Linked DNA regions of Sus scrofa: regions 1, 3 and 4 are each linked to region 2. Evidence: chromatin contacts called from public Hi-C and HiChIP or PLAC-seq data. All regions are on one chromosome and are shown on one strand. The core of a region is the stretch at or near the end of the contact, and the rest is flanking DNA. Distances in the headings are between cores, read along the strand shown. Region 1 holds the start of MAATS1 (cilia- and flagella-associated protein 91). Region 2 holds the start of PLA1A (phospholipase A1 member A). Region 3 holds the start of POPDC2 (popeye domain containing 2). Region 4 holds the start of COX17 (COX17 cytochrome c oxidase assembly homolog).

Region 1 (2,945 bases), core at 173-2,672, 99 kb after region 2:
AGTCAGGTTCTTAACCTGCTGAGCAACAACTGGGAATGCCCAGAAAGTTCTTTTTATAGAAGAATCCCAGGTAAGAAGGAAATTGTTGAAGATATTAGAAATTCACTGTTCTAGATGAAAATCCTGAGATACCAAAATAAAGTGTAAAGAATTTTTTAGATCTTTTGATCAGAAAAAAAAATCTTGGACTCAATCAGGGAAATTTGAATATATACTAAATTTTAAATATAAAGGAATTATTAATTTTGTTAGATTTGATAATGGCAATTATGTTAAAAATCTGTATCAGTTTGAGATGCAGATTAAGGGTAAAATAATGTCTGGGATTTGAAAATGCTCAAGCAAAAGGAGATAGTAGACAGGTGAAACTGGACTGGCAAATTCTTGATAATTATTTACTCCGTGATGATTAGCGCCAGCTCATTACTAAAAGTGGATTCACTCTTGCCTATGTTAAGACATTTCCAGAGTCCTGTTGTGATGCAGCGAATCCGACTAGTAACCATGAGGTTGCTGTTTGATCCCTGGCCTCTCTCAGTGGGTTGAGGATCAGGTGTTGCTGTGAGCTGTGGTGTAGATAGCAGACCCTGCTTGGATCCTGCGTGGCTGTGGCATAGGCATAGGCGTGGCTGTAGCTCGGATTGGACCCCTAGCCTGGGAACCTCCATATGCCGCTGTTGCGGCCCTGAAACAAAAACAAAAACAGACATTTCCATAATAAGTAGTTTTAAAAAGCAAGTCAGTGCGGAATACACCACATCATCTTCGGCTGATTTAATTAGTGCCCAGGGCTCAGAAAGGGGTAGCAGAATGCAGATCAACAGTTACTAACTACCCACCCCACCCCAAATCCTGATTCCCAGGGCAAGGGTTCATAGAGTGTCAAAGTCCAACGTTTAGGAGCTTTCTCAGCTAGCAGAAAAAGCCCCGCGGAAAGGGGATGTCCGAAAGGAAAGCCCCCGACTATTTTTTTCTGAGATTTCCCAGGGATTTCCGAAAGAGGTCGCGGAGTGAAACCGGCAAATCACTGCTGGATTTGAGCAGTAGCCTTTTCCCCAGCCTGCGGGCCCCGCGCATTGATCCTGGATGTACAACTGAAAACTCAAGGCTTGGCCTCTGGAATGAAGCGGGCAGTGTAGCAGATCCTCCCCCGGCCTACTACTTTCCCCTTTTTCCTTCTGAGTGCTGTCCTTTCCTCCCAACCCCTTTCTCCACCCCTCCCGCTCCTTCCCTCTGCACACTTCCTGTCCTCCCGCCCCTGCGCCACGCCCCACGCCTTCCTGCAATCCCCCCGTCTTCCTCCCGGTCGCCAGCCCCGCGCCCCTCCCTTCACTAGCCCCGCCCAGGTTCTTCATCCAGCCCGCCTTTCCTGACCCTCGTCCCGCCCCGTCCTTGTCACTCGGCTCCTCCCCTCTCATGCTAGTTCCGCTCTTCCCTTCTCCGCTTGCGTGCTGTCCTCGCTCCGCCCTTCGTTTCCGCTCTTCCAGGGGGTTACCATAGCTACTGTCCACACAACAGCTAGGTCTCTCAAGTTGGTCCTGGCTGACTGCAGGGCAGAGCCGGCACCATGAGTCATGTTGTGACCATCACCGAGCCCCAGGCCAAACCTCAGATGTCTCAAACCCAGTGCAGAGGGAAGTCGGGGACCTGGGGCAACGTCTCCGCTAGTCGAACGTATGATTTCCTGTATGGTAAGGGCGGCTCCAGATCTCCCTCCTGAGTTGTAGACTCCTGGGACAGATGGGCTTTGAAGATGGTGGGACCTGGCCAGGAGGCTCAGCGGAGGAAAGACTGGCCTCAGGACAGATCCCTTGTCTTGTCTTGGATGGGCAGCTCCAAGCCCTCTGGGTGGTGCACTCTAGGGCATCTCTGAAGACTCAGGTGAGCTGCGTCTTGGAGCAGGGGTAGGGAACACCTGACTCTTCTTCACCCGCTTTTCTTGATAATTTGCACAGCCCAAAGCAATCTTTCTGAAACCCGTTACTGGAGTTTTGGTATCCCATACAGTACCCAATGATTTGCATACTTGGAAATGTTACTGAAGAAAGTTTGGGTGCTCCACTCACAGTGAGGTCAAACAAACCAAAAGAAAAAGGTTTACTGTAGGGCCAAGCAAGAGTGGCTTGGTTCAAACCCCCCCGAAATCCCTGATGGTTTTGGGGAAAAAGTTTTCAATAGCAATATTTAGGGTGAAGGCTGAAGGGTATGTGACTTTTTTTCCTGAGGTCACAGAGGGATGCTTCAGCCATCTTGTGTTGAAATTGCCATCTGGATCACCTGGGTGGGGGCCTTAGTTCTGCAGAAGAGCTCAAAGATAATGTTCTGTATATTTCTTGAGGAGGAACCAGGATCTTGCCCCAAGGCTGCAGTAGTGTTTCTTGACTTCTCCTGACTTGTCTCTGCATCCCCTCCTTTCTCATTATCCACTGTTTGAATCTGCTCTTTGAAACTCAGGTAAGGTCAAGGAGGCTATATGAAGCCTATTTCCTACAAACAAGAAGGAGGGGGGGGTTGGGGGCACACAAAGGATTTGTATCCATCAAGGAGCCCTATAGCATCCTGCTTGGTTTCAGAGACTGACTCAACACTCCCACATTCAAACTGCATAAAATGCCCTTCCAGTTCTCATTCTCTGGCCTCTTCCAAATTTGGCATCTAGGTAAGGAAGGGCCAGTTTATTTCATCTTTGTTTTTAGCTTTCTCTTTTCTTCAAGCTTATTCTTAACCATTAAAGTATTGTTTATAAACTATGTCCACTAGGTCCTTTGGGCCAGTAAAGCCCCAGTTTATTTATCTATTTATTTATTTTTGTCTTCTTGCCATTTCTTGGGCCGCTCCCACGGCATATGGAGGTTCCCAGGCTAGGGGTCTAATCCGAGCTGTAGCCATCAGCCTACGCCAGAGCCACAGCAACGTGGGATCCGAGCCACGTCTGCAACCTACAC
Region 2 (2,700 bases), core at 34-2,533:
GCTGAGGCTGCCCTCAGCTAATGACTGAGCAGAGTGGGGGTGCTAATGCAGCTCATTTGCATGGGACCTAGCTGCTTTAAGGGGAAATTTCAGCTTGAGGCTTCCCCAGTGCCCTGGCTGAGGAATTCTGACACTTCCTGTGCAATCTTCTTTCCTTCTCCCATGCTTTTCAGGGTCTAAAGTCTCTCTCTGCCATCTTCTGCTCCCCCTTTTATTCTTCACAGATATTATCCCTAATAAATCTTTTGCATGTCTAGTCCCTTCCTGGCATCTTTTCTCTCAAGACCTGGAACTCTGTACCTGACTTGGTGTGTGACAGCAGAACAGCCTCCAATAGTGCCCTGTGTGTTGCCACTCTCCTTCCTGGTGGCAGCAGTGCCTAGCAGTGGGATCATGTGCACGAGGGGAGGCAAGGGCTGGCCCCTCCAAAATCATTTTATCCCCATCTTGGACAGGCCTGGCACAGCCTGGTACAGTGGTTCAGAGCTTGTCATGCTTCGAATCCCAATTCTGCATGAATCTTCGCAAGGTACTTAACCCCTCTATGCCCTGAAGCTGTATGTCTATAGTACTCCTCTCATGAGCTATTGACCCAAAAGTTCCATACTGCCCTGCTGGTAGGGTCTCTGCCTCACAGCAATGTGCTAAAATTTAAAGAGTGCTGGGCAAGTACAGTGCCTCCCCTTCTCCCTCACCTGCGTAGAACTAGTGTTCTGTGGCTTCTGCCATCATTTTGGATGAACAGGCCATGAGGTACATGGGAAACACCCTGGTTCTTCAGCCCTGCCACTTCTCCATAGGTCATGTTCGTTCTTTATTTCTTGGTTTCTTCATCTGTGAACTCAAGAAGTTAAACATCTCCTTAGAGGTTGGACTGTACTTTTAGCCCCAAGATTCTATGAGAAGATAATACTCTCAGAAGCTGACTGATCTTCCATTTTTTCCCCGAGTATACATGAAACGTGTTGTTGGCTCAGCTCTGTGCTGGGCTCTGGGAATTAAAAAATGAAAACAGAAAGTCTCTGCCCTCAGCCACTCCTACAGAGGCAAACACTCCACAGATGATTCCTGTACAACAAGGGTTTTGTGATCCCCTAGAGATGAAAGACTTCTGCCTTGGTTTTTACTAACATTTTATAATGGGAAGTAGGAGAGGTGCAGGAAGTAGTTTCCTGATAGTGTTTGGCTCAGAGAGGAAGGACAATGTGTTTCAATGTCCCCTGCTTTAAAAAAAAAAAAAAAAAAAAGAGAGAGAAAGAAAAGTATGTTTATTTTCATTAAGAAAAAGAAACAAAATTTGTGGAAGTTAAACTGGTAGGGAGAGTTTACTTTTCTTTTACAGGTCATGAGGCCAGTTAATGATTAGTGAGACCCAAGTGGATGTTTGGTATTCGAAACTGTGAGAGGCTGGGTTATGGGATCTCTTTGGCATTAGTGGTCGGCTTCACCCCAGCTCTGAGTCTTCCAGCTCAGCAATGCCCTCAGGCCTCTGCGAAAGATGCTTCTGGTCATGGGGACTCCTTCTGTGGTTCAGTGTTGGAACTACAGGTAAGCTGGGGGTTGGAACCTCGGGTAAAACTTCTTTAATAATTCTATTTTTTAAACTATCTATTTATGCAGCACTAACCTTTGGAACGTCCCCTAAAAGCCCTCTCCTGAGATGAATTTAAAAGACGGAGAAAAAAACCTACAATCATAACAGGAATGATGGCAGTTTCTCAAGTCACAAAGAAAATGAACTTCCTCTAGTAGTTTTACTCATTTTTCTAAAATCTGAATTACTCCTTTTCACCTTGTACAAGCCAGGAAGAGGAGAAGGAAATAACATTTTATTAATTCCAAAATGTAATTCATTTCCTCCCTATAAATATCCACTGTTCTAAAAATAGAGTTAATTTCAAAATTAGAAATTTCCAGTTTTGTCATTGAGATTATCAGAGGTCCTTTCTAATCTTGCCAACCCAACTCGAGTTCAGGTGTGTCTCCCACCTGGCAGGACTATGATAACTAGTCTTGTTAACCACAGATAAGCAATGACCTTTAGCACAATTTCCCTCACATGCCATTTGCGTATAGCAAATCTACACCCTCCTTGTGGCTAGAGAATGTCAGAGGAGTAAAGATCTCCTCCACCCAGCAATGGCATCACCCTTGGAAAACTCCCTTCCATCTCCCCCCAACAGCAGACTGCTTTTCTGTTACCTTCACAAGACTCAGTTCTCAATCACCAGCTTTAGAATGTGTCATTCCTTCTGCGCAGAGTTGCTCACACTACCTTTTGGTTCATTTCTGCTCTTCACATCTTCCTAGACGTCTTATGATTCATGCCTCCCTTGCAAAACTTCAGGCGTCTGTTCCAAAGTTCAGCTTGCATAAGTGTATTCACCTGCATCAACAGGTGGCGTTGAAAGGTGCTCCTTAGCTTCATGTGTGCTTTCTCCTAGCTTGTGTATTTGCATGTGTGTGTAAAATGACCCTATATCTTGTTTTATGTGATGGCTGTTTGTACACTATATACTGGATCTAAAAGGATTTATTTCTTACACATTTTTGATAGATGTGAGAAAAATTGCCCTGTAAAGAAGTTTGCCTTTCTCTCCACCAAAACTTTGTATTATCAAATCTTTTCATGTTATCAATCTTATAGGAAAAGTGGCAGTACATTTTGTCTTAATTCTTATTTCTTATTACAATTTGTGC
Region 3 (2,996 bases), core at 419-2,918, 64 kb after region 2:
CACTTGCAGGCTGACCAGGCATGCACTCATCCTGATGAAAACCATTTCTGCTAATGCATGACTGTCAGCCTCCTCAAAAGGTGTCAGCCAGGTGTCTCCGCCCTGTGTTCAAGGAGACACATGTGGGCATTACTACCCATCCCTCACTGTCTGGCCCTCAAATTTACAGTGCTTGATGTCTTGGTCTGTAAGAATATCAATGGAACAATTGGGAATGGAAAAATGGACAAGAGCTATTCCTGCTCCATGCCTGGGTGTATATAGAATGGCTTTACCATAGAGTCTGTATAGTATATTCCCCAATATCCTTGATGCCCTGGGGTTACAGGAAACCTCCTCTGTTTTGGTACTCTTCCCTGCACATAGTTGGCATTTAGCAAATGTTGAATGCATGTAGAGGAACAAATTAATCTTATTGAAACATACGGTTTTCTAAAGTTTACAGAGATATTGCTGTAATTTAGGCATGACGCAGTGGTGTGTGTGTGTGTGTGTGTGTGTGTGTGTGTGTGTGGTCACTTCAGATCCAAGCTCAAGAAACACCCCACTCCTCCCAGCAGCAAGTGCACACGCAATCCTTTCTGCCAACTAAGATGCCCCATGAGGTACTTTTCTCATGGAAAATGCTAAGAAAGGGGAAGCAAGCACATGCTATTTTGGTTAGTTTGACTTGCCACATCCTTCCTCAGTGGACGGGGACATGACATGGAAAGGGACGCATTAGGAAATGGGAAGCATGGGCATGAGGAAGAAGCACTGGACAGTGACTTACCGGCCAGAGAGCAGCAGGGACAGACGGTCGATGGGTGTCTCACCCTCCACAGCGTAGGTCTGCTCCGTGGCCAGAGTGGAGACCTGCTCCTGACAGCAGCGAACCATCTCCTTGTAGGCATGTAGAGGCACCTGCAGGGGCAGGCACAGTGTCTTGTAGAGGAGCTCGAACTCCTCAGGGAGGCTGTCCTCACGCAGGCGGTACACCAGATGTGCCAGCTGGAGCACGCAGGCCATCGCCAGCAGGACGCTCCAGAGGACGATGTCCAGGCCACAGGCGTCGAACCAGCCCCACAGCACACAGCACAGGTAGCCCGTGCCCAGGAAGCCAAAGAGGTAGAAGCACCCATACATCCCGCTGCCCCCCATGAAGCCCAGGAGCAAGAAGCAGTTGGCCAGGTGGTAGACAGCCCCTTGCAGATCCTGCCTCCAGCCGACACACGGCAGCCCACGCCAGAGGAGCTGGCCCACCGCGCTGCTGTTGCTGCTCATCTTCGGGGCGCCTCGAAGGCTCTAAGCCTGTGCCCACATGCGAAATTCAGGAAATGGTTTAACCTGTCCTCTGGATGCCTTCTCACCTCCAGCTACAACCCACCAACTCAACTTTTCCTGGGAGGAATGCTTCCGGTGGCTTCAGGAATGAATGGCAGAACATAGTACACTTCCTGGAGAACTGAAAGCCTTTCTTTCCTCCGTCTGGCCCTCAGCAAGTCTCTCCCGCAGAGCTCCGGGGAGCTTCCTCTGCTCCAGGTTTCTTAGGACGGTCTCTTCACATTTGGCTCTTGGCAGGAAACCCAAACTGTCCCGAGGAAACAATATGACTGTGGGACTGAGAGCTTCAGCAGTGAGGGATAATCAAACAGCCACGTCCTGCTCTCTGTTGTCCCCAAACAGAATGAGGAGAGCCCAGCACGGGAGGCACATTTGTGCTCCATTTGGAATGCGTCTCTCTTGGCACCGGAAGAAAGGGTGACCCCAGACAGATACCATGTTTGGAATTGGAATCCAAGAGGTACTGGCAGTGAGAAAAAACAGGCCAGGCACACAGGCAGGCTGGCAGAGCGCTTAGCATACCTCCCCAGAGGACAAGATAAGACCTGGGGCCAGAGAGGGGGGCAGGGGGGATGGCATCATAGAGGGGTTTGGAGGAGTGGTGAAGGAGGGAGGGTGGGGGTGGGGTGGGGAGCCTGGGGGTGGACAAAGAAAAGTGAGTACAGAATTTACTGCCACATCTCAGGCAGAACACTGTCCAGAGACCCCTGCGGGGAGGGCCGGGGGCTCTCCTGAGGCAGAAGGACACATCAAGGTAGGAAAGTATGGGACTATTATCAGAAAAAATCCTAACAATGAGAACTGGAAAACCCCTTGAAGACCTCTATTAAGTCATATTGGAAATATCCGTGGGCATTTATTTGACATCCATTGAACAAAAAATAGGTGTGCAAAGCAGCCTTTTGAATTCTGACCTTCTCCTGCATGTATCTGGATCTAGTAATAGTTAATACAATGTTAATACATTGTTCAGACTATCACTCTACCCACTCCAGGACTGGCAAATAATAATAACCATTACCTGTTAAACCCCAAAAATGCCAGACCTAGATGAGGTACTTTACATACATGTGATTTAGTCATCACACGACCCTTCCAAATAAATATTATCTTCTTTCTAGATCTGAAAGAAACTGAGGTTTAGAGAAGTAACAAGTTCCCACAGGTAGTAAGTGACAGAGATAGGATTTGTTCCTGTCAGACTTTACTGCTGTGTCCCAAATAGTTTGCACAGTGCATGGGAAGACAGGACTAGAGCCATGACTCCCAACTCTACTCTCCCCAGGAAGTCTGAGGACGTCTGGGACCTTCTAGATCAACCTGGGGTCTACCGTGGGTCACCAAGAAGTAAGTCTGGAATAGGCAAACACTAATCTAGCTTCCAAGTAACTCTTGGATTTTTTTTTTTTTTTCCTCACTGCTGGTTAGCACTTACTATCATTATTCCTACAGCCACTGAGGTACCACGGGAAGTGGGGGGGGGGGCACCCAGTAACCTACTAGAACTATTCAAGAGCTCAATCCATAGGGACCTTTATTATACCTCTGGTAACTGGACTAAAATTAGTGAGAAATTAGGAATTGCCAAACATGCTGAGGAGTAGAAGTTTTCAACTCAACACATATTGAGTGTCTACTATGAGCCAAGCACTTAAAGAACTGAAGATTCCCAA
Region 4 (2,700 bases), core at 72-2,571, 82 kb after region 2:
GATTCCTTCTGAGATTTGTTCCACAACAGAGGCTGTATACAGTAAGAAGAAATGAAAACCTTTTGCAGGTTGATGGTAATTTAGATAAACAATTCTGAACACTACAGTGTCACATATGTTATAGCCTAGTTGATTTTTAAATTATCTACCTAAAACGGTGGGGGGAAGAGTTTAGGGGATTTTCTGTACCGTTAAGAAATGTACCTTGTACCCTACTATGACTAAATTCGGGGAGAAATTACCAGAAAACCGGAAAACTTTTACTCTTTGATCTTGATAAATCTTTTTTTCTTGGCCGCGGGGGAACTATGTGCAACTTCCCGAAAAGAGATCGAACCCGCCCCACGGCAGTCGCTGCTGAGACCACGTGGGATCCTTAACCCCTCTCACCACAAGGGAACTCTGATTTTGCCAAGTCTTCTATCATGGCCCATAAACCATAGTAGAGCAATCATTGAAAAACGTTTCCATTAACTGTTTCCCTTTACTTTTTTTTAAGGGCCGCACCTGGGACATATGGAAGTTCCCAGGCTAGGGGCTGAATCAGAGCTGCATATGCCGGCCTACACCGCAGCCACAGCCACACAGATCCCATTGGCATCTGCGACCGACCTACCCTGCAGTTTGCAGGGCCGGCTCCTTTACCCACTGAACAGACCAGGGATCGAAACTGCATCCTTATGGCTGCTGGTCGGGTTCTTAATCCGGTGAGCCACCACGGGAACTCCTGTGTTTCTTTAAATCAAGTAGCATCCATCCGTTTACAAGCCTTCGGTCCTAAAGCAATGTTTGACCCATAACAGCTGATGAAAAACCTTTTGTAGGAAGGAATGCCTGGATTGAGCGCGGCGGGTCAATCTGACCTCTCTCTGATCCCTTCAACCTTTTCCCCAGGGTAAGCTACGAGCTCAGTCTACAGACAGCTGACTGCGAAGCCTACCCAGGTCTATAACCCTCAAGAGAGCCCCGCGGCAAAGTGAGGGCCACGACCAGCCCTAGTCCGGGCAGCGGCACCCGAAGGCAGTGCACGGAGCCTGCCCCGCCGCCCCCTCCCCGGCTGCGCACTGACCACGCATCGCGCGCTTTCTTGGTCTCCGGGCAGGCGCAGCAGGGCTTCAGCGGCTTCTTCTCCTGCGATTCAGGCGGGGCAGGGATTGCGGCCGCCAGACCCGGCATTTTTCGCGCCGAAAGCTGCAATTAGCTCTGCCACCCCAAACTCTACCGGCCTCCGGACACGCCGATTCGCCCGCAGTTATTTCCGGCAGTCGCTCCAAAACAGAACAGGAAGTCCTGCCTCTCACTCTGACGAACTGGGAGGAAGGGAGGAGGTAAAGAGGAAAAATGTTTTAAAGGGCACGCGCGTGCGCAGAAGAGGCCGAATGATGGCCTTAGTGCTAGGGCGCCTTTTCCGCGCAGGTGCAGAGAGCCCAGGTAAAGTGCAGCGATGTTTGTAGACCAGCATTGAGAGGACCCACAAATGAGGAGACCCGTAAGGCAACTCGGAGAGCTCTCAACCATACACCCAGCTCGAAGTCGAAAACTGAAACTCAAGAAGGTGAAATGACCTGTCTATGCTACAGAAAAAAAAAAAAAACACTAGTGAAAGCCAATTCCTCTTGAGTAACAGACTTAGCGCCCGGCATCTTATGCTTGCCATTATCTGCCTTACTGCCTTCACCACCCCACTTCACCGCTCTAGTTAAAAGTGAGTAGCAAAGGAGTTCCCTAGTGGTCAGCGCAAACGAATCAGACTAGGAACCATGAGGTTTCGGGTTCTATCCCTGGCCTCGTTCAGTGGTTTAAGGATCCAGCGTTGCCCTGAGCTGTGGTGTAGGTCACAGACAGGGCTCAGATCAGGTGTTGATGTGGCTGTGGCATAAGCTGGCAGCAGCTGTGTCTCCGATTAGACCCCTAGCCTGGGAACCTTACCTCACCCACACGCTTTAAATCCTCAGCTAGTTAGTGTTTATAGCTCCCTCTCCAACTGAATTGATTTCCATATGAATTGCCAATCATAGGGCAAATATATTGGTTAGTAAAATTTTAAAATGCCTTTTCATTGTCATTCCTCAAATTCAGTTAATACCTATCCATCTAGGTAAATAAGTAAACTTAGACAGTATTTGCAATAGAATGGACATAACCATTAAGTTTTTTTCCTGCAGAGAATTGTTTGAGGAAGGATGAACTTATTTTTTAAAGCAGGACTTCCAGGCATTGTTAAAATAGCTGTCTAGGGATACGCACTTTGGTTAATCAAACATTGCTTATCACCTAAACCAGCCAATGGTATTGCCCCTCAAGATGGCTGTTTTCTTGCTCTTTGTACATTCCCTGCTCCACCATTTCCTGCTCCACCAACCCCTAAGTGCATGATTGACCTTTCTACATATTTGTCCCAGGCCCCAGCAATGAGATTGTTCTTATCTAAAGAGCGGTGAGGGCAGTGCCTCTCTGCTGGTCTCCCTGGTAACTCATGTGCCAACCTGATGTCAATTCCCACTGTAACTGGCAATCTCCCCTTCCCCTCCAGGAGCAGAGACTTTACCATGTCCTGTCAGACATGTAAGAACCCCCTGGCCATTAAACCATCCATGTCTCTGTCACTGACTCTGGGCTCTTCAGTCATGAAGCTGGGTAGGCACAGGGCTTGCAGACCTGCGGGATGCAGCCTAACACTAAGGTTTGTTTCTGTATTCC

What was found. A called contact is a pair of places that touch in the nucleus more often than the background predicts. HiChIP or PLAC-seq counts read pairs in DNA pulled down with a chosen protein or histone mark.
Region 1: a Hi-C map of liver shows a contact between it and region 2, with 3 times the contacts expected there. The contact joins the promoter of MAATS1 here to the promoter of PLA1A in region 2. A contact is called at or near these places in 2 of 5 promoter capture datasets (fetal liver and liver), 2 of 47 Hi-C or Micro-C datasets (fetal liver and liver) and 1 of 2 datasets of contacts at active chromatin or transcription factors (skeletal muscle).
Region 3: a contact with region 2 is called in an H3K27ac HiChIP or PLAC-seq map of skeletal muscle. The contact joins the promoter of POPDC2 here to the promoter of PLA1A in region 2. A contact is called at or near these places in 6 of 47 Hi-C or Micro-C datasets (heart right ventricle, retroperitoneal adipose tissue and skeletal muscle) and 2 of 2 datasets of contacts at active chromatin or transcription factors (alveolar macrophages and skeletal muscle).
Region 4: a contact with region 2 is called in a Hi-C map of omental adipose tissue, with 1.6 times the contacts expected there. The contact joins the promoter of COX17 here to the promoter of PLA1A in region 2. A contact is called at or near these places in 1 of 5 promoter capture datasets (fetal liver), 10 of 47 Hi-C or Micro-C datasets (fetal liver, heart right ventricle, liver and 4 more) and 2 of 2 datasets of contacts at active chromatin or transcription factors (alveolar macrophages and skeletal muscle).

What each region holds. Positions count from the first base shown.
Region 1 is chr13:140,565,453-140,568,397 of Sscrofa11.1, reverse strand. MAATS1 (cilia- and flagella-associated protein 91) reads left to right here and starts at 1,422. Exons shown (of 18, transcript XM_003132654.4): 1 at 1,422-1,691. The coding sequence starts at 1,568.
Region 2 is chr13:140,664,647-140,667,346 of Sscrofa11.1, reverse strand. It overlaps PLA1A (phospholipase A1 member A), which reads left to right and starts at 1,283. Exons shown (of 11, transcript XM_003483312.4): 1 at 1,283-1,548. The coding sequence starts at 1,476. It also overlaps a transcript of ADPRH not described here.
Region 3 is chr13:140,600,304-140,603,299 of Sscrofa11.1, reverse strand. It overlaps POPDC2 (popeye domain containing 2), which reads right to left and starts at 1,668. Exons shown (of 4, transcript NM_001144114.1): 1 at 773-1,668. The coding sequence starts at 1,263.
Region 4 is chr13:140,582,907-140,585,606 of Sscrofa11.1, reverse strand. It overlaps COX17 (COX17 cytochrome c oxidase assembly homolog), which reads right to left and starts at 1,321. Exons shown (of 3, transcript NM_001348525.1): 1 at 1,070-1,321. The coding sequence starts at 1,176.